2 separate regions of the Mus musculus genome follow, and region 2 is linked to region 1. A link is a contact called in public HiChIP or PLAC-seq data. All regions are on one chromosome and are shown on one strand. Each heading gives the region's core, a stretch centred on a gene start, on an enhancer-like site or on the middle of the called end of the contact. The rest is flanking DNA. Distances are from core to core; before and after follow the strand shown.

The links. HiChIP or PLAC-seq counts read pairs in DNA pulled down with a chosen protein or histone mark.
Region 2: a contact with region 1 is called in an HNF4G HiChIP or PLAC-seq map of pancreatic cancer cells. The contact joins two enhancer-like sites. A contact is called at or near these places in 2 of 115 datasets of contacts at active chromatin or transcription factors (fibro-adipogenic progenitors and pancreatic cancer cells).

Annotation. Positions count from the first base shown.
Region 1 is chr6:145,766,761-145,772,551 of GRCm38.p6, forward strand. All of the region lies in intron 1 of Rassf8 (Ras association (RalGDS/AF-6) domain family (N-terminal) member 8), which reads left to right. Among named protein-coding and RNA genes, the nearest start is that of Gm15704, 21 kb to the left of the region's middle. Within about 2 kb of position 3,356, at least 56 of the 459 cell types and tissues checked have an H3K27ac peak or open chromatin away from gene starts, as enhancers often do. A contact at or near this core is called in pancreatic cancer cells, where this site is marked.
Region 2 is chr6:146,302,104-146,307,673 of GRCm38.p6, forward strand. The region is part of intron 34 of Itpr2 (inositol 1,4,5-triphosphate receptor 2); the gene reads right to left. Among named protein-coding and RNA genes, the nearest start is that of Gm35596, 85 kb to the left of the region's middle. Within about 2 kb of position 2,753, at least 8 of the 459 cell types and tissues checked have an H3K27ac peak or open chromatin away from gene starts, as enhancers often do. A contact at or near this core is called in pancreatic cancer cells, where this site is marked.

The DNA of each region.
Region 1 (5,791 bases), core at 2,106-4,605:
ACTGAGCCCCAAGTATGGAGTTGAGTTATAGGTGTACCATCTCAGGTATGGATTGTGTTGTAAGTGTACCATCCCAGGTGTGGGTTGTGTTGTAGGTGTACTGTCCCAGCCAGGGTCCCCATAGTCACTTGCTCTCTACATTTTAACCAGTTGTAGATCTCTAAAGTAGTCCACATCTCTTACAAAAAGAAGCTCCTTTGCCGAGGGGTGAGCACTATGCTTATTTGTAGCAGTGAGGATAATTCTTTCCATGGTTGGCAGGAAGACATTGACTTGCCTACTGGTGTGTGAGGTGGTGTTTGGCCACTACAGAGAGTTGGTGGAGCCTGAGCATGGGATGCTAACGTGGAGTAGAACTGGAGGCAAGGAAGCTTCTGGTTGGCTGATGCATCCTCTTTGGTGGCTCCCGGAAAGGAAGTGGGAAAGAGCTTAGACAGTGTCCTATTGTGAAAGACTCATGGGAGACGCACTGCGCCCTACGTTTCCTGGGGTCCTCCTCTTTGCTTTCTTATTTCTTACAGTCACACAGTTGCCAGGCCTTCATTTGTCTTGGAGAAGTGTTATCAGTGCAGTTGTTACAGAAAGACTGAGACGCAGTGGCATGGTGGGATTTGATCTTTCTGTTTGTGTCTGGGAAGTGGATGGCTGAGGAGAGCAGTGGGCGGGGAAGGTAGGACAGTTCGGGTGATCACAGGGGAGATGGCTGACTCTTCCAGGAACTGGAAGAAAGATGCCCAGGGCTATGTGTTAAAGCACATTCCCATGGCACCTGCTCCATCCCAGACAGCCTGGACTTGGTCAGAATTTCACAATGGAGCCCTGCTAATCTGAGCATGTGTTTAAGGAGATAGATCTCTTTGGATTTTAAATGCCTGGCTCTGGTAATGAGCTGGTTGTAAACAAAAAAAAAAAAAAAAGATGATGTAAGTTTTAGAAATTCTCCAACGGCTCACTTCCCACTTGGGCAAGTTTTCTTGAAAACAATACTAAAAACAGAGGAAGCTTCAAAAAGGAGGAGGTGTGTGGGAAGAGTTTGCTTTGGGTAAGAAAACTGTTTTCCATGGACAGTGGATCCAGGGAGCTTCAGAGCCTGTGCGGCCAAGTTAGGGTGGGTGTTAGTTTATGTCGTCAGTTGCTTCCCGCGTGATAGTCTCTTCCCATGTGGTTCTAATTCCAGTTTTCTTTGACCTTCCTTGGCATTTTGAACCTATCAAGTCACTTCATCTCCTGGAGGGGAGTGTCAGTGGGGCTTGTGGAAGAAAGGCTTCCTCTGATGTCTGGCACCACACAGGACACAGGAATCCCATGATGCTTTAGAGCCTGCTATTCTTCTTTAACAATTGGACACAGGCAGTACTGTACCTTAGTGTTGCAATGATAACAGTGTTTAAAAAATAACCAGGGGCAGGTGAGATGGCCCAGTAAGCAAAGATGCTTGCCACAAAGCCTGGAGACCCAAGTTCAATCCCCGGGACTCATATTTTAGATGGAGAGAACCAACTGCTGTCAGTCAGTTGTCTTGTGACTTACACTCACCCTCCAAGGCATATGTAAACACACACACTTGAGTGCACTCACACGCAAGCACGCATGTGCACACACACACACACACACACAGTAAATATTCGAAACTAATACCTTTTTAAAAACCAGGAAATCAATGACATTTGTGAAACAACTATGAAGTTCTAGTCAGTCCCTGACTTCTGGAAAGGGTGGCCTTGCGGCTGGAGCTAGCCATAGACAGGCGCCTGAGGCTCACGTTTTCTTCTGTCATTGGGACATACATATTTTTTCCAATCTTGTATTGTACCTGGGCGCTACAATTTCTTATTGTACTACTTCTTATTTACTATTTCATGTAATTTTGTGACTAAGACTTTTAAGAGTTGAGTTTTGTTGAGAGATGAGGGGTGGGAGTGTCTTTTATTCATAAAAAAGATAGTTTGTGTATGAGTCTGTTATGAGAATGGTAATATGGCGGACAGTAACTGGCCTGGCCCTAAACGTCCTATAAATAGATGCAGAGACATCTGTGAAGGGCACAGTGTGAGTGTGGCAGACACGGACTGCGTCAGCTCTCGTCCTGTAGCCAAGGCTTCTCTGACTCCCTCGCGCCTCACATTCTCCAAGCATTAGGCAATGGAGTGCTCGGTGCTGCCAGGCGTTCCCTTCTCAAGGAGCCAGGGGCTCATTCGTTCTCCCAAGGAGAAGTGTGGCAGGGTTTTGTTTTTATTCTCTAAAACTAACTCTCCAGGTCTCCTTCAGCATTTTTAGCCCTCACTTTAGGCAGTTTTCCAAATGCCAAACTGGTAACTAACTGTACAGGCAATTCCTGTGCTGTTGCAGGGAGCTCTGGGCAGCAGGGAAGGAGGGTGAGAAGAGCACTCTGGGCCATTAAGTGGTCTTTAAAGAAACAACTGAATTCCTTTTCCAAAGACACAAAGTGTTAGGTGAAACTACAGAAACCCACCCCTTCCAAGTGACTGGGATCAGAGGACAGAGTGGTAAGAGCCCACAGAACACTGTCAGGAGAACAGCCTGTGTGTCTTGTTTTTTTAGGACAGTAAGTTAACGTGGGGGAATTCATTATTTTTAAGGTAGAAATTGACCACCACTCTAAGAACACTGAGAGTGTTTTCAGCCTGCGTTAGCCCCGCAGGATAGCAGTGTGGTTCTGCCTTGCTGGCCTACTACCTCACAAGGCTGGCCTACTACCTCACAAGGCTGGCCTACTACCTCACAAGGCTGGCCTACTACCTCACAAGGCTGGCCTACTACCTCACAAGGCTGGCCTACTACCTCACAAGGCTGGCATACTACCTCACAAGGCTGGCATACTACCTCACAAGGCTGGCCTACTACCTCACAAGGCTGGCATACTACCTCACAAGGCTGGCATACTACCTCACAAGGCTGGCGTACTACCTCACAAGGCTGGCATACTACCTCACAAGGCTGGCATACTACCTCACAAGGCTGGCATACTACCTCACAAGGCTGGCGTACTACCTCACAAGGCTGGCATACTACCTCACAAGGCTGGCATACTACCTCACAAGGCTGGCATATTACCTCACAAGGCTGGCATACTACCTCACAAGGCTGGCATACTACCTCACAAGGCTGGCCCTGCTCAAGAGCCCTGCAGGGAGGGTCAGAAGCTAGGTCAGCCCGTGTGTCTGGCCGGTTCCTCAGAAACCGTTCGGAGTTTCAGGAGGCGTGTGTAGCTATGTTCAGTGGGGACTCAGGGACTGTCCTTTGCAACATGCTGATTTAAAGAACTACAGTGTTAGGTGGCACCACGCCACTGCGTTAGGATGCCCAGCCAAGCTTGCATTGACAAATAAGTTTGCCTGCCTGTACTTCCCATTGCTGCCTCTGAGAGCAGAGGAGCCACAGGGTGCAGCTAGGAAGGCGTGTGGCTTTGTCCTTAGTTGTCTGCGACATCCTCGGTGGCACTGAACCGTCCTGAGAGGCCTTTTAAGTGCAAAGCTCCCAGCAATCTCCTTTAGTGCACGCAACCAAGTTATGAATTAGGTTGCTTTTGGTATACCTGCTCCATCATCTTGGCTCCGTCTCTCAAACATGACTTACTGGTCTCAGGAGAAAAAGCAGCCTGACCTTGTTTGTGGCAGGTGAATCACTTATAAGCGAGCTGTTCATATTTTACAGGTGAGTAAACTCTTTAAGGACACCAATCAGAGTACCATGCCATAAATTCCTTAGCCCTTTATTCATTAGTGATTACATGACCTTCAGAGGTCTCATTTAAATTAATCTTCTGAAAAAAATGCATAGCCTCAGAACCTTCTAGTAGAGCTCCTAAGTCTACAGTTCTCCTTCCTTGCTGGTTCGGTTCTCATGCAGAGCCTGCTACGTGTTTTGCATTAGAGGAAACCCTAGTACCACAAGTGTTGAGAGTGAGGCAGTGATTGCAGCAGGGCCGCTGATCACATCCGTGTGCTCACCGAAGCCTGTGGCGTCCTGTCCGTAGTCCTGCTGTGTACTGAGGCCGGGCCGGGAAGCCTGCTCAGCAGTGCAGCTGCCGAGTGACTCTGTAATCACATCACAGCGCAGAGTCCGGCCCACAGCTGCCTCCTGGGCAGCAGGACTAGAGTGTGGGCTCTGTGCACAGGGCTATGGTTGAGGCTTCCTGCTGGGGGTGGGGCACGTGCATGGGGATTTGAACGACTGGGGATGGGTTTATTTGCATCCCTCAGGTTACGCAGGGGAGGATTAGATGGCTTACCTGGAATTTGCTGCTGAAGAGTTTTCCATTATTGCTGTTTTCTGTAATTCTTGACTAAATACCTTGAGATTCCTTTGACTTTTACCTTTCTCCCCTTCTTTATAAGATGCAGCTTTGCCTGTTGATACATTCCACAGAGCTGGGGTGTAGCTGTACACTCACCAGCCTGCCTGGCAGCCACCATAGGACATAGTCACTGTGGAGAGCATGGCCTCCCTGTGTCTTTCAGGTGCAGAAGCAACCCCCCTTTCTTTTAAATTCATTTTTTTACACTTCATATTCCATCCCCCCATCCACCCTCTGATTACTCCACATCCCACCCCTCCTCCCCACTCCTCCTGTCTCCACATGGAGGCCCCCACCCCCCACCCCATCTGACCTCTAAACTCCCTGGGGCCTCCAGTCTCTTGAGGGTTAGGTGCATCATCTCTGAATGAACACAGACCCAAAGGCCTCTACTGTATGTGTATTGGGGGCCTCATATTAGCTTGTGTATGCTGTCTGTTTGGTGGTCCAGTGTTGGAGAGATCTCTGGGGTCCAGATTGGGGCTGCTGGTCCTCCTACAGGATCGCCTTTCTCCTCAGCTTCTTTCAGCCTCTCCTAATTCAACAACAGGACTCAGCTGCTTTTGTCCATTGGTTGGGTACAAATATCAGCATCTGACGCTTTCAGCTGCCCTTTGGCTCTTTCAGAGAGCAGTCATGCTAGGTCCCTTTTTTGAGAGCTTCATAGCCTCAGTAATAGTGTGAGGCCTGGGACCTCCCCTTGAGCTTGAGAATACACCCAAAAGATGCCCACCATGCCACAGGGGCACGTGTTTCACTATGTTCTTAGAGGCCTAATTTGTGATAGCAGAAGCTGGATCCAGATGTTCCATGACAGAAGAATGGATATAGAAAATGTGGTTCATTTACACAATGGAATACTACTCAGCTATTAATAATGAGGACATCCTGAGTTTGCAGGCAAATGGATGGAACTAGAACATATCATCCTGAGTGAGGTAACTCAGAGCCAAAAGAACATGTGTGGTATGTACTCACTAATAAGTGGATATTAGCCTAAATAAACAAATAAATAAAGTTAAAAATACCCAAGATACAGTCCACAGAACTCAAAAAGCTCAACAAGCTGAAGTGCCCAAGTGAGGACGCCTCAGTCCCACTTGGGAGAGAGAAGAAAACAATCACAGGTGGGGAGGGAAGGACCTGGGAGGAAAAGTGGAGGGGGAAGGGGAAGTAGAGGGGAGAGGGGAACCTGATCTGGTGTTGGGTGAGGGAAAATGACTGAAGCCCTGAGGGCCAGCCGAAAGAATGGAAACAGGCAACTTCAGGATATAGGTTGGGGGGACCCCCCAGAATGTACTAGAGACCTGGAAGATGAGAGACTCCCAGGACTCAAGGGGAGGGACCTTAGATGAAATGCCAGACAGTAGGGAGAGGGAACTTATAGAGCTCACCTCCAGCAGGAAGACAGGGCATCAAGTGAGAGATGGGGTTGCCATCCCACAGTCACAACTCTGACCCATAATTGTTCCT
Region 2 (5,570 bases), core at 1,503-4,002, 530 kb after region 1:
AGCATTTGTTTTGCCTCATGCACAGGAGCACTGACTGGGAAAACAATGTTTTCAAGTCAGCACTGTGATCCAAACCAAGTTAAATTCCATCAAGCTGGAACAATCTGGGCTCTGTGGTATATGCAGTATATACAGAGCAGGGTAAATCCCCATGGTTAACAACAACACTCAGCTAATGAGCCTGCTATGCCCAGTCATTCCTCATGCCTGCCACATGTAATACGGGTCATATTAAATTTCCTACAAAGACGTGTTCCTTTTTCGTCCCTAAGTTAGAACAACTGCCTTGTTAAGAATGTGTCACCAGAGGACAGACATCCAAGTCCCTAACAAATGAGTGGGAAAGAGGCCAATGCCCAGGCACTTTGCTTTGGGGGACCTTTGCCTAGAGAAGATGACTTCTCAGAAATGAGCCACCTTTATTCACGGGTATTTTTATTACAAGGCTAACCTCCTAATTAGGCTTATAAATCCTAAAATTTTCCTGGATATGACAAGTCTCTTCAGGGGCTTTAGGATGTAATCTGAATCTATTTCTAATTATAATTCATTAAAAATTGTGTGTTCTGTGAACGTTTTTAACTAGCTGGAGTCACTGATGGTATCTGCCAGACCGAACCTTCTGAAAACACATACAGCTCTGTGAGAGGTGCCATGGAAAAGTGCTTAGATATACACACTGACAGGTATGGGGAGAGGCAGCAGGGAGAGGAGCATTAATTAGAAAATGTGCTTGGGTGTCAGCCCATCAGAACCAGAACAGCTGGAGCTGGAGGAGGAAGACGTGGGCGGGAGCTGCACCTGCTCTCCAGCGCAAAGTCCTCAGAATAAATCCGCACACAGGATTCATGCCTGTGTGCGTGCATGTGAGTGAGTGTGTGTGAGTGTGTGTGTGTGCGCCTGCCTGTGTGTGTCTCTGTATATGTGTGTGTGGCTGTGTGTGTGTGTAGCTATGTGTGCCTCTGTGTGTGTGTGCCTCTGTGTGTATGTGTGCCTGTGTGTGTGTGTGTGTGTGTGTGTGTGTGTGTGTGTGTCTGTGTGTGCCTCTTGTGTATGTGTGGCTGTGTGTGTTTGTGTGGCTGTGTGCACCTCTGTGTTTTCAATGTTCTTCCTATTTAAAATCTCTACTGGGTTGGGGAAATAGCTCAGACAGTGGAGCACTCACTGTGTGTGTGTAGCTGTGTGTGTGTGTGTGTGTGTGTGTGTATGTAGCTGTGTGTGCCTCTGTTTGTATGTGTGTGTGTGTGTGCCTTTGTGTGTGTGTGTGCCTGTGTGTGCCTCTGTGTGTGTGTATGTGTGTGTGTGTGTGTGTGTGTGTGCAAGGGTGCATGTGTGTGCACATGCCTGTATGGAGACCAAACGACAACTTTGCCTGTATTTACTGACCCCACCTCTCTCACTAGCCTGGAATTGGGCCAGTAAGCCCCAGGGATCCTCCTATCTCTGCCTTGACAGGACTGGAATTAGAGGCACATGGCACAATGTCAAGGCTCTTCATATGGCTGTACAGATTGAGCTCAGGTCCCCTTGTGGGTGCTCCACTGACTGAGCTATTTCCCCAACCCAGTAGAGATTTTAAATAGGAAGAACATTGAAAGCACGGATACATGCTGCCTGTGTGACACTCCAACTCTACCACATGGATGCTCCTGCAATCCTCTACCTGAACAAAGCACCTGCTTCTTACGGTCACCCAAGAACAGGAGAGGAAGGCCTGACTAGTCATCTGGAAAGATAACACTGAGTCCATGCCACACAACCTGTAAGTAAGTGTATACTAGATGTCTCGAAGTCAGACTCCCCTACCCTCCCATTCTCTTGTTCCCTCCACCTCTCCCTCCCATCTCTTCCCCTTTCTTTATCTCACTCTCTGTGACCAGGAGGAACTCACAGTCTTTATGGCCCCAGTCTGCTGAGTGCAGAGGTTGCAGACATGGGCCACCACACTTACTTCCACAGAGCTCAAGGCTTTTAACAGTAACACCAGAAAGATACGGAAAAACCAAAACTATGAAAATCCTCTGAGGATGGAACAACACCGCAGAACGACAGACGCTATTCTGAAAATGGAATTGAACTTTAAAAAGAAATCAGTTTGGGCTAACGGCTTAGTAAAACGCATGCTTCATAGGGCGAGTAGCCGAGCTCCACAGTCCAGAACAAGCCAAGCGTGACAGCGTGCACTTGAAACCCAGCACTAGGGACACAGATGGAGAACCCAGGACTCACTAACCTACTTGGAAGATCCCAGACCCATGGAGAACCTCTCTAAAAGAAGGGTTGCCCTAAACACAACTGCACACACAGGAATGTGTGCAAACACCGACACAAACTAAGAAGCCCTGTTATTATTACCTACATTATAACACATTCTATATAACATATAGTATATAATATAATGTGCAATATGTGAATATGTATTCCTTATGCTAAAAAAATAAATTATTTCAAAGAAAATGTAAGAAAACTAGCTACCAAATAGTCAAAGAGCTCACTTCTTACTATGTAACGGTTGAACTCAAATTACCGGATATGACCTTTCATAGCAAAGGAAATACTGGTGGCTCAATCATATGGAAAAGTTCTTTTCCTCACACATGGCAGAGAAAAAGTGCATTAAAACTCTAGCAATATTTTTAAGATCAACAAACTCCAAACACAATGCTAAGGAGAAAGGCGTTCTCTGGCGTTGCTGGTGTGCTAACAACATCACAGGACAGCATTCGTCATGACTCAGAAGGTCCACTCCTAGCTGTTTACTTTCTTCCTTCACGTTAGAGATGACTGCAAACATTAGATGTTTAAAAATAGAGTGAGGTTGGTTATGGTCACACAAAAGAATGCAGAACCACGGGGATGTGTGTGCATTTGTTTCCCTGCATCGAGCTGCAAATATCACAGGCTGGAAGCCTTCTGCCATGTGCTTACAGGAATGGGTGAACTGAGGAACAATGTCTAACCAGGCACATCTACAGATCCCTGTCGCCTTAACCTTCCTCAGCACCCAGCAAGCGCTTACTGCTCACAGGGAGGGAAGGGCTGAGTGAGTAGGTCTGCTGTCTTCTTACCACGTATGTATCCAGTGCATACATGATGAAGATTTTGGATGACAGACAGGCTGAGCTAATGGTACTTTGAAAATACTTTAGAAACAGGTGTTTCACACATGCAAACTACACTTGATATTTGCATTTATAAGAAATGTGTTTACCACTTCACAAATGCATCAAAAGGCTTTATAACTATATGTCTGCCCAGGCTGTGCCATGTTTTACATATATATTATTCTCTATTCCCTTAAACATTATATTCTTAAATGTCTGAGCTGTGCCAAATCTCAGTGTTGCTGTGTATTTTTAAAGAAAGCCAAAGCCAAAATGATTGTGTATCTGAGCTGTAAAGTTTCACACGGGTCCCCGCAATGGCTGAACTTCATGGGAAGCCACACTTGTAGACTGCCTGATGTCTCAGGACACCTGACCTAATCAGAAGGATGTATTGACTGGGTTCAGAAACAGGCCAGTTTCCAAGAGAGATGGAGCCAACCCTGCCATGCTGTGGATGTCTCTCTGCTTTCCCGTTATACAGAAAGGAACTTTCAAATAGCTGGCCAGCTCAGTGTCCCGCCTCTGCCCTCCTCAGCCCCTTTCTGTCTGTGAAACCCCAACCTTCACTAGGTCATAGGAAGTTATTCTGTTTTATACTGTGTGTGGAGTGGGGGGTGTGAGGTGCCTAACCCTAGAATCACACACAAGTTAATTTGATCTTTAAACACAAATCTGTTGTCATATTGCCTTTTGAAACTAGCCAAGGCAATGTCTCCCGAGTCCACAGACTATGATAAATCAATGTGCACCCATTCAATGGTTACCATCACATTGTTAGCAAGATTTAGAAACACCTAGCAGTGCTCTTGGATGTATCCATGAGGGTGTTTCCAGAGACATTTGACCAAGGAAGGAAGAACCACCCTGCCTAAGGTGGCTCTGGCCCAACAGCTGGGGTCTCCACCTGAATAAAAACGAATGAGCTAAGCACCAGCATTCATGGCTCCCTGCTTCCTGTCTGTGGGTGCAAGGGAACAACCACCTCGGGCTCCTGTGGTCACAGCTAGACACATGTCACCACACTGTTCCCACCACAGTGGACTGTGTCTGTGAAACATCAGCCAAAGACATTCAGGGAGGGCTTCCTCCTTAAGTCATTTTGTAGAAATATTTATCTCAGTGACGAGAGAGTAACAAATACATTTATTATCCTGTTTATCAGAAACAAATTTCCAGGCCCTGATGACAAAAAAGTCAAAGTCCCTGCTTTCAGAGTCTCCATTTTGAACAAGAAGCAATCAGTAAAGAAGTGAGAAACAAGAGATTTCAAATAGAAGAAATCTTATGATATGAAGATAGGTTTACAGATGATTGAACTATATGACTGAATATGAACTATGAAGATATATACTGATATCACATGATGTAATATGGTATGCAATGATGGTGTGACATGATGTGATGATATGATAATATGGAAATATATGAATCTATGATATGATATGAAGATATGGTATGATTATAAGGCATGATGTGATATATGATGAGTGTGTGATATGAAATGATATGATATGCATATAGATGATATATATGGGCGATAATATAACATGGCATGATGATACATGTTACATGATGAAGCTATTACATAATTGAAGTTGTGATGGCATGGTATAATGGGATGTAATATGATAATATGACATGATGATATATAATATTGTGTGATGATATTTATGATTATATATATATAGATTTTATATGTGGCATGATGATAATAATATGGTGACATATGGTGATATATGTGATGGTATGTGATATATGATATAATATAATGTGATATTATAATAATATGAAATAGTATAATATATAGTAATATAATATGACATGATGCTATGATATGACATGATGATACAGGACAGAATAGGATAGTATACAATCTAATGAGGTGATACATGATGATACATATCAAAATATAGTGTGATATTATACAACAATATGAAATAGTATATGACATGATATATATGATGATATAATATGACATGATATATAAAACAATGAAGATATCATATATTATTAAATGATATGCTATAATGTGATATTATAAATAAATATGATATATAAATGAAATTATATATGATAATGCTGTAATGTAATACATGATGACATGATATGACAGGATGATGTATGATATGATGTGATGATATCGTTCTGTGATAATATGACCATGTCATGGAATATGATATTATATGGCATCATCTTTCCATGAGAGTCTTTTTTAAGATTCATTTTGTTTTTTAACTATAGTTTGTGTGTGTGCATGTCTGGGTTTGTATATGTGAGTACAGTGCCCATGGGGGCCAGATGAGGACATCTGATTCCCTGAAGCTGGAGTGACAAGCTGTTGAGAGCCATCAGATGTGGGTGCAGGTATAATACCCAGGTGCAAGAGCAGTGCACACTCTTAACTGCTGAGCCCTCTCTCCAGCATCTATGAGTGTCTACTTGACAGTTGTATCCTAGCTATTG